Regions from separate parts of the Mus musculus genome. Here region 1 is linked to region 2. Evidence: chromatin contacts called from public Hi-C data. All regions are on one chromosome and are shown on one strand. Each heading gives the region's core, a stretch centred on a gene start, on an enhancer-like site or on the middle of the called end of the contact. The rest is flanking DNA. Distances are from core to core; before and after follow the strand shown. Region 1 holds the start of Plekhg2 (pleckstrin homology domain containing, family G (with RhoGef domain) member 2). Region 2 holds the start of Apoc1 (apolipoprotein C-I).

What was found. Hi-C and Micro-C count contacts between places; a contact is called where the count stands out from the background.
Region 1: a contact with region 2 is called in a Hi-C map of liver, with 2.3 times the contacts expected there. The contact joins the promoter of Plekhg2 here to the promoter of Apoc1 in region 2. A contact is called at or near these places in 1 of 39 promoter capture datasets (frontonasal cranial neural crest) and 1 of 484 Hi-C or Micro-C datasets (liver).

What each region holds. Positions count from the first base shown.
Region 1 is chr7:28,371,172-28,375,759 of GRCm38.p6, forward strand. Plekhg2 (pleckstrin homology domain containing, family G (with RhoGef domain) member 2) reads right to left here and starts at 1,491. Exons shown (of 19, transcript NM_138752.2): 1 at 689-1,491; 2 at 1-74. The coding sequence starts at 52. It overlaps n-TIaat16 (a tRNA gene), which reads left to right and starts at 1,828; the gene lies at 1,828-1,922.
Region 2 is chr7:19,689,610-19,694,371 of GRCm38.p6, forward strand. Apoc1 (apolipoprotein C-I) reads right to left here and starts at 3,050. Exons shown (of 4, transcript NM_001110009.2): 1 at 3,000-3,050; 2 at 2,802-2,877; 3 at 2,279-2,426; 4 at 1-27. The coding sequence starts at 2,859.

The DNA.
Region 1 (4,588 bases), core at 241-2,740, 8.7 Mb after region 2:
CGAGCCTAAGGCTGGGTTTGGGCAGGCTCAATCCCCGGGCTCCCTCGGGCATGATTGAGTGGCACAACTCCGACCTACAGAAGAGACCCACTTCTTGGGAACTAGACTTCACCGGTCTCTCGGCCGCTCCTACTCACAGATAGGGTGCTGGAAGCTGATCTAAACTCAAGGAGGGGCCCCAAGAAGATACAAAGTGACAGGAAGAAGGGGCTGAGAATACAAGCCAAAGATGGAAAAAGGTTGAGACAAAGAACGAAGACAGCAAAAGTGCCTGAGTCTGCAAGTCCCATCTGTCTGGGGGCCCCCCTCCCAAGGCTCAGGGATCCTGGGAACTCTCAGGCTCAGGCTGAAGCTGAGGGCGAGGGGCAGGGCTGGGAAAAACCGTGGGCGGGAGAGGCCGCGGGGTCCCAGGGGAGGGCGGAGGCTGGGGGACCGGATGCCAGGGTCCTACAGACTGTTCCTTACCCCGCCCAAGACGGCGTACTGGGGCGCTGGCCCCGAGTCCTCCACCCAGCTCCAGTCGGTCCCTCGGCGCCCCAACCGCGGTCCCCACCGTTGGATTCTCCCCTGTGCAGTTGCAGCCCCCAACTCCAGCCGGCGCCTCCGCTACCCCCCGCCGGCACGCCCCCTCATTGTTCCGCTTCGGCGCCGCCCCCTCCCCCAGCCCCGGGCCCCTCGCTCCCCTCACCTCCCGGGGAGCCACGGGCCTTGGGGTCGGGAGTCCCGCGCGTCTGGACCGTAACGCGCGATCCCTGGGGAGGCTCACAACCCAGACTTAAGGTCGTGAACTTGGGGTTCTCGGACTCCAGAATCCGGGGAGAGTTGGGATCCGGAGTCCGAAGTCTCGGTGTTCTAAATAGAAGATGCTGCAACCCTCTACTCGAGTCTCAGACCAGGGCGCTGGGGACCCAAACTCCTCAGTCTTCTAGGTAGGGCTGTGTGTTGTCGGGAGCACCGGGATTCCAGAGTTTCCAGAACCCGAGGGGCAGGAGTGAAGTCACCTCCGGGAGGGACCGCAAGGACTGGCTAACTCCTCGGTCTCCTGGAGGTGATGGATGCTGCAGCCCTAAGTCGAGGCGCGAGGTCCTGTCCCCAAGTGGCTCCAGGAGGGGGTCTTGGACTCAGAGTTGGGACCCCGTGGGAAGGATGCACGGCCACAGATCCTACGGTCTTCGAAGCCGGGTACGGGACGGGCCTCCAGCCTCGGGGCTGACTTCCCGAGCCCCGGGCTCCTCCAGGAGGGGGCGCTGGACATCAGAGGTCCCGGCCCCTCTGCGGGAGCCGGGACTTGCGGGTCTCTTAAAACGCGGGACAGAGTTCCCGGACGCCTGGGCCCAAGACTATGAACGCCTCGGGCTCCGGGATGAGTGTCCTGGGGCTCTGGGGGCAGCGGCAACGCCGCATCTGGGGCGGGGAGAGTCGGGTCCCAGATGTGGGGCGGGGGGCGGCCGCCCAAGGCTTCTCCTCCCCTTTGCCGCCGCCGCGGCTCACATCCTGTTCCCGCCTGCTGGGGGGAGGGGCCGCCTTCCGGCACGCCCTCCCGTAAAGGCTTTTAAAATCCCCGCCCCCTACTCTGAATAATTGCAAGCAAGCGGTTCCAACGGCGAGTCACCGCCCACATTCCAAGAGCCTAGAGCCGGGAGGACTTTTTACCTTTTACAGCAAGGGCCCAGGAGGCGTGAGAATCTGGAATAGTCTCACACTCTTGTTCTTATTGGTCGATCGGCGGGCTTTATATTTGCATATGCAATGTTGGGCCGAGCCGTTCAACAAAGTCCTGCGACTACAACTGACTGAAGGACTTTGTGGCGCGAGGGTGCGGCCGGAGCTCCAGTGGCGCAATCGGTTAGCGCGCGGTACTTATATGTCAGTGCTAGGCGTAAGCGATGCCGAGGTTGTGAGTTCGATCCTCACCTGGAGCACTTCTTTTTTTAACTCATCTACCTCTTTTCTGGTGTTCTCTCATCAGTTTAGAAGTCTTCACATTTTATAATTTCAATCAAATGTTTTGGCTTGTTTGAGACAGGGTCTCACCATGTAACTCTCTGGCTGGTCTGGAAGTCATTATGTAGACCGGGCTGGCCTCGAACTCACAGAGAGCGCCTGCCACTGCCTCTGCCTCTGCCTCTGCCTCCCTAGTACTGGTATTAAAGACGTGCGTCACTGTACCCGGAAACTACAGAATTTTTGAAGAATGAACATTTCTTTGTGAATTTTTTGCAATGGTCTGTGGAACAGTCCCAAAGTTGCAGTTTCTATTCTGGTCGCCAGAGGGCAATAACGTCTCTTATTAGATGGCCTGGGCGTCAGATAAAATCCAAATCTCAGATCCCAGGGATGGATGGATGCTTACAACACACTCTTTATGGATATTTGTCTTCTACAGGTTTCTGAACAGATTTTTTTTTTTTTTTTTTTTTTTTTTACTGACCACTCACTAGGAACTGTATCCTCTGTCTCTGAGGACTTGACTTTTTACTAAGGAGACTGAGTACTGAAAGTCTACGAATTAAGTACTTTTTTTTAAAATTTGACTTTCCCTATGTTACCCAGACTGGCCTAAACTCCTGGCTCCCTCACCATCTGGGAGTGTAACTGTATCGTTAGATTAGCTACTGATAAGTATGGATAAGTAGGGTGGGATGCAGATTATCATAGCTGTCATGGATGGACTGTTTTTATTTTATGTGTATGGGTGTTTGGCCTGCAAGTGTGTCTGTGTACCATGTTCATGCTTGGTGTCCAAAGAGACTGGAGGAGGGCGGCAGATCCCCTGGAACTGCAGTTTCAGAGGGTTATGGTGCAGGGAATCAAACCAGGTGCTCTGTCAGAGCCGCCAGTGTTCTTAACTGCTGATCCATCTCTCCGGCCCCAGGGGAGATCTTTGAACAGACAGACACCTGGAGGAGGGGAAGGAGCCATGGGAACACCAGAGAGATGTTCCAGATAACACTCTAAGGCTGAAGATGGGTGTGTTCGTGGAGCAGGTGAGAAGAGGTGGGGGTGTGGAGATGCAGGCTGTTGGCTGTGGTGAGGATTTTGACCTTTGTGATTTGCCTCTGGTGTTCTAACAAGCTTCCGGGAGCAACTTACTACACAGGTCCTTTTAGAACTGGATACTAGTAAGGTGGGCTTTCGATGAGAGGGCCCTGGAGGCTGGAGTGAGCTGTAGTCTTGGCTGTGTCTCCGGAGCAGGTCTAAGGGGCTGGTGTCACAGCATTCCTAGTGTCCAAGGAGGCCAGGAGAGGACTCTGGATCCTGTGAAATTGGAGTTGTCACCTGTCATGTGGGTTCTTTGCAAGAGAAGCAAGCCCATTCTCTTAATCTCTCAGCCATCTGTCCAGGACCTGGAGAGGTTATATACTTAGACCAGGATTTTTTTGTTGTTGGTGGTGGGTTTTTTGTTTGTTTGTTTGTTCTTGGTTTTTTGAGACAGGGTTTCTCTGTATAGCCCTGAGCCCTGGCTGTCCTGGAACTCACTCTATAGACCAGGCTGGCCTCGAACTCAGAAATCTGCCTGCCTCTGCCTCCCAAGTGCTGGGATTAAAGGTCACTACTGCCGGGCTAGACCAGGGTTTTGCAGACGCTGAGCAGGCACTCTGTACTTAGCTACACCCCCAGCCCATGGTGAGTGAGTGAGTGAGTGAGTGTGTGTGTGTGTGTGGTGTGTGTGTGTGTGTGTGTGTGTGTGCACGTGGAACATGAGACTTTTTTTTTTTTTTTTAAGTTTTCGAGACAGGGTTTCTCTGTGTAGCCTTGGCAGTCCTGGAACTCAGTCTGGCCTGGAACTCAGAAATTTGCTTGCCTCTGCCTCCCAAGCGCGCCACCACGACCGGCTAACGAGAGACTTTTTTTTTAATTATTCTTTTTTTTCTTTATTTTGTTTATGAGTATACTGTCACTGTCCTCAGACACATCAGATTCCCATTGCTGTGGTTGTGAGCCACCATGTGGTTACTGGGAATTGAACTCGGGACCTCTGGAAGAGCAGTCAGTGCTCTTAACCACTGAGCCATCTCTCCAGCCCCCGAGAGACTTTTTAAAAGGCACCAGTGCCAGGGTAGTAGCTGTGTGCTTCTGTTTTCTAGTGTCCCTCCGTTTCTTCCTCTCAATGTCCAGTGCTTGCTTCTTACCTCTACCTTCCGGGTGCCTCGGGGAATTTTGAGTTTGTTTCCCTCACCCACCCCTGTTCTACATACCAGGGCCCGAGCTCGGTCTCACAAGGGAGGCAGTTTCCTGGGAGAGGAGATCAAAGGTCAGCAGAATGGAGTGAAAGAGAGGCAGGGTGAGAGGAAGAGTGAGGTTAAGAGTATACAGTTAGGAGGGAAGCAAAGGGTCTAGCAGGGAGGGCTACAGTGGGAGCTCATTTCAAAAACAAGCGGAACAAAAGTCTCAGGGGCTAAGAGACAGAGGGGAAACGGGGAGGAGCTACAGCAGTGGGTGGGAGGAGATGGGGAGAAGAAGAAAGAAAAGAGGAGGGCGGAGAGGGAGGAGGCTGCGAGGAGGGGAAGAAGCGGAGGAAAACGAAGAGGGGCGGGGCGCGGGCCCTGACGCGGGCAGCTTCCGGGCGCGGCCCGCCCAGCCTAGG
Region 2 (4,762 bases), core at 1,800-4,299:
TTGCCAAATGCCTCTGAGAACCAGGCCCTTTGGAGAGAGACGGGGCCGAGTCAGTGCTTACTGGACCCTCCGAGGGACCTAGAGCTCTGCATCCCATTCCCCTCCGGTTCCTTTCCTTATCTCTCCTCATCCTGTCTGTGGGATGAAAACCCTGGGGTGGGGGTGGGGGTGTCATTGTTTCTGCCTCAGTTCCCTCACACAGACCAGAGAATTTGTGTGGGTGTTTTGGGACAGGGTCTCATGTAGCCCAGGCTAGCCTCAATCTTGATATGTAGCTAAGAATGAAGACCTTGAACTTCCAATCTTACTGCCTGCACCTCCCAAATCAATGGGGTACCGTGGGCTTTGTGCACACAAGGCAAGTACTGAGCCACATCCCCAGCCCAGATCAGAGCATCGTGAAACCAAAACTCAAAGAACTTCATCTTGACCTGGCTTTCAAAGCCAGCCACTGTGTGAGAGGTGGCTAGCAGGTAACTACAGAGAACAAAGGGCAACCTCCTAGCCTAGCCAACTGGCTGCCAGGGTTCCATATGTCTCTCTTTCCCATCACCTGACCCAGGGTCCCATCTGTCTGTCCTTCCCATGGTAGGGTGAAATGTCTGCACTCTAACTAGCTCTGTATCCTGGAACTCAGAGACCTGCCTGCCTCTGCCTCTGGAGTGCTGGGGTTAAAGGCGAGTGCCACCACTGTCTGGCATTTATACATTCCCTTAAAGCTTTATTTTGTTCATGTATTTGTGCTCCAGTGCCTGCAGTTCCAGTAGAGGGGATTGGATCCCTTGGAGCTGGAGTTACAGGGCTGCTGTGAGCTGTGCTGACATAGGTGTGTGTGTGTGTGTGTGTGTGTGTGTGTGTGTGTGTGGTGGGGTAGGGGCACAGGCTGCTGGTCCTCTGCAGGAGCAGCAAGTGCTCTTAACTGAACCCTATGACTGATTTTTAAAAATGTGAGTTCTGCTGGGCAGTGGTGGCGCACGCCTTTGATCCCAGCACTTGGGAGGCAGAGGCGGGTGGATTTCTGAGTTCGAGGCCAGCCTGGTCTACAGAGTGAGTTCCAGGACAGCCAGGGCTATACAGAGAAACCCTGTCTCGAAACAAACAAACAAAAAGATGTGGATTCTGGGATCAACCAGATCCGCACTGGCATTTCCCCTGGTCTTCCCCTGGTTTCCTTCCATCTTCTTATCTTTTTTTTTTTTTTTTTAATCTTGTTTGTTTTTATTTTTCGCTGGGATTAAAAACATGTGCAGCTACACCCCACAAGGCTTGCCATCTCTTGCTTCCCGCCCACCCCTTCTTTAGCCTGTGCTTGCCCAAGCTGTTGCCGCTCACTCTGGCCTGTGTCCTTGGCCCAAGTTCTCCCCCGAGTCTAGAAGGCCATTCTCTCTTATCTACAGATCTTCCCACCCCAGGGCCTTTGCACTTTCCCTCCAAAGGAAACTTCCTTTGCCAAGTTTAGGCCTGGCTGGATATTTGTAATCAAACTCAGACCTCACTTTAAATGAACGATTTGTCTACTTGCCAAACTGGCTAGCCAACCTGTTTACAGCATACCAGGTGTCTCTCAGGTGTCTTCACCTCCTGCTTTTTGTTGTTGTTTTCAATTTGAGGCAGAACCTTGCCTATAGCCCAGGCTGGTCTCAAACTCCTATTTCTGTTCTTTGCTGGGCCCTTTTTTTTGGGGGGTGGTGGTGGTGTTGAGACAGGGTTTCTCTGTGTAGCCCTGGCTTTCCTAGAACTAGCTCCAATCAGGCTGGCCTCAAAGAGATCTGCCTGCCTCTGCCTCATGAATACTGGGATCAAAGGTGTGCGCCACCACTGCCTGGCTAGTTCTTAACCCAGCATGCCCTAATCTCTCTTTGGCCAGTGTAAACTGCAGAGCCCAGGCCTGTACAGCTTCTGCTGTGCCCCTGCCCCAACTCTCCTACATTCTTTCTCTGTCTCGGAGACTCAAGTCATGACCTGTCTCAAGAGTACACAGGGAGGGGTCAGGGTCTGTCCTAACCAGTCAGCCGCCTAGCTTGGCCCTTCACTAGGACTTGGAAACATCTCTAACAGTTGGCTGGGAGTTACACCGCCTGTCTCCACACTACGAGCACTTTGACATCCAGTTCAATGACTTCAGATACAGTTCTATGACTTCAGGGAAAGTGTCAAACACTCTGGTGCAGTTTCCCCATTGTGTCAGTGTGGAACTGTCTGCTAGGGCTTTTACACACGGGCGCGCGCGCACGCACACACACACACACCACCCGCCCGTGCCCTGAAAGGTCCTAACCGGGTCTTGGTCAAAATTTCCTTCTGTTTGATATGTTCAATGGCTGCCCGGGCCTTGTCTTCCAAAGTGTTCCCAAACTCCTTCAGTTTATCCGGTATGCTCTCCAATGTTCCGGACAAATCCGGGGCCGCCTGGGCGGGGGCTGGGCCTGCCGCGAGAGGGTTGCGAGCAAACTCATTAGCATGGGGGAGGGTATTGGACACTTGATTTTACTGCACCTCTCACCTCCTTGTTTTTACGCTCCGCCCCTTCTAGGAAGATTAGCCAATTCCAAAGGGTGGTATCCTAGGTCATTGGTTACTGCGTCTTTTCTGGACAGAGTTGCCTCCTTCAGCACCCACTTTGACACAAAAATAAGGCACCTGGCAGGTGGGATGGGGGACGATGGGAGGGCGGTAGTGGAATGATGACACAGAAAGGGACCTCAGAGCCCTCCTCGAGGGTCTTCTAAGCCTGGGCCGCAGGCACAAGGCCAACTTCACACTTCCAAGCCTCTTTCTTACCTTCCAAGGCTCTTTCTTACCTTCCAAGGTCATGGCTACGACCACAATCAGGACAGGAAGAGCGATGAAGAGCCTCATCCTGGTTGGAGGGGCACCCTGGAGGCAGACGCACGGGTAGCGGGGGACATCGCTAGTATTCACCACCGCCCTCCACCATGATCCCACCACCCCAATCCCTTAGCTGTAGGTAGTGGGGGGACACTTTCCTATGCACTAACCTGGATCTAAGGATCTCTCAGGAGGCCCATGGCGGTGGGAGGATCCTGCACAGAGGTTTAACCGGTTGGGGAGGGGGCGGAGCAAGCTGGTCGCCCTCCCCCTGAGCCTCCCCCTTGTCTCTGTGTCCACCTACTTTTTCTTTTTTCTTTTTTCTCTTTTTTTTTTTTTTACATAGGCTTTTTGGCTGGCCTGGAATTTGTGATGCTCCTGCCTCTGCCTCTCTAGTGAGTTGCTGGGATTACAGGCATGCACCAACACCAACACAACCAGCCCACTCTCTTCTGTCATTCTGGTCGATACTGGGAGGCAGATCCCACATCCAGGCTTTTTATTTAGGCCCAAGGCTCGTCACTGGTCAGCATCCTCACTTCCAAATCTCATTGATCTCCACCCAGCCTTGGCTGCTCTGCCTACTCACTCTCTCTCTGAGGCTGTCCCACCTTAAGGGGGGGGGTCTTACAAACAACTCCCCTCACCCCCATCTCACCCCTAGCTCACACTGCATCCTCAGGTTAGCTCTTCTCTACCTTCTCCTTGACCAGGAGCCTCAGCTCACATTCTGTCCCGGATGCTGCACCCTGGCTCCCTTCACCTCCAATGCCTTTGCATCTGCACACCCTCAGACCTCCTCGGATGCTCTCTGGGATCTTGGCATCCCCTCATCTCCCTTCCTTAGAAGTTGCCTCTTCAGCTAGTCAAAACTGCAAAGAAGCTAAGAGCCTCTTAGCTTGCAGAGCTCCATAGTGTCCCCTAACTGGCACAACCCCCCTTCCCCCGTTTTTAGGTCTTGTGGGGCCTCCTAGGCCCCTGCAGGCCCTAAACTTGCCTCCCTGCCCCCTCCTTCCACAACATCCTTTCTCTCAGGCTAGAGTCCAAGGCCCTTCTCCCCCCCTCCCCCAGAGCTGTCATTGACCGACAGTGACCCCCTGGCAGCTGGTGGCTAAGGGGCCCAGACTCTAGGTTGGCTGGCCTGGTGCCCCTGCAACCCACGTGTCAGTTGGGGCGGGGGTGGGGGTGGGGACGACGACAACAGGGGGATGGTTGTGAAAGGGGTGGAACAGATTCTCGACCCTGGCTGGGTTGCGACATCTCTGGGGCCAACTCGGCGCTAGCTAGCTTCCAGTCCCTGTGGGCACCAGGCCTGACCCTTTTGCTTCTTGAAAGGAGTCCTGCTCAGTCCTCAAGCGCCCATCTGAATAATGTAACAGATTTCCCCCTTACTCTGCCCAGTGCTTGGTGCTTCCAGTGTCATCCTACTCTTAGCAACAAGGGCTTCCTGTGCCACAGGTAGGGTACGGGAAGCACACAGCTAAGGTTCTAAAACTGCTAGTCATTCAGTTCTTTTTTTTTTTTTTTTTTTCCTTCTTGTTTTCCTCTGTGTAGCCCTGGCTGTCCTGGAACTCACTCTGTACAACAGGCTGGCCTCCATGACTTCCTTCACGATCCTAGTTCTGTAATGTCTTTCTGTGGTCCTTGCCCCACCTCCAGGTCTGCCCACAGGGAGGTGGGGTTCCTTCTTCGTTTAGAAGTAAGGCTCTGCTCCTGGTTGTACATCCCTGCATCCCACCATCATTTGTTAGGTAGAGACAGGAAGACCAGGCACAGTCTTGGTTATATAGATTGAGGCCAGCTTGGGCTCCATGAGCTCTGGATTGAAAACCAACAACAAAGTGATGATGATGAGGAGGATGTGGCTCGGTTGGTTGATGACCTGTCCAGCATGCAGGAAACCCTGGATGCCATCTGTATAGCACCACATAAA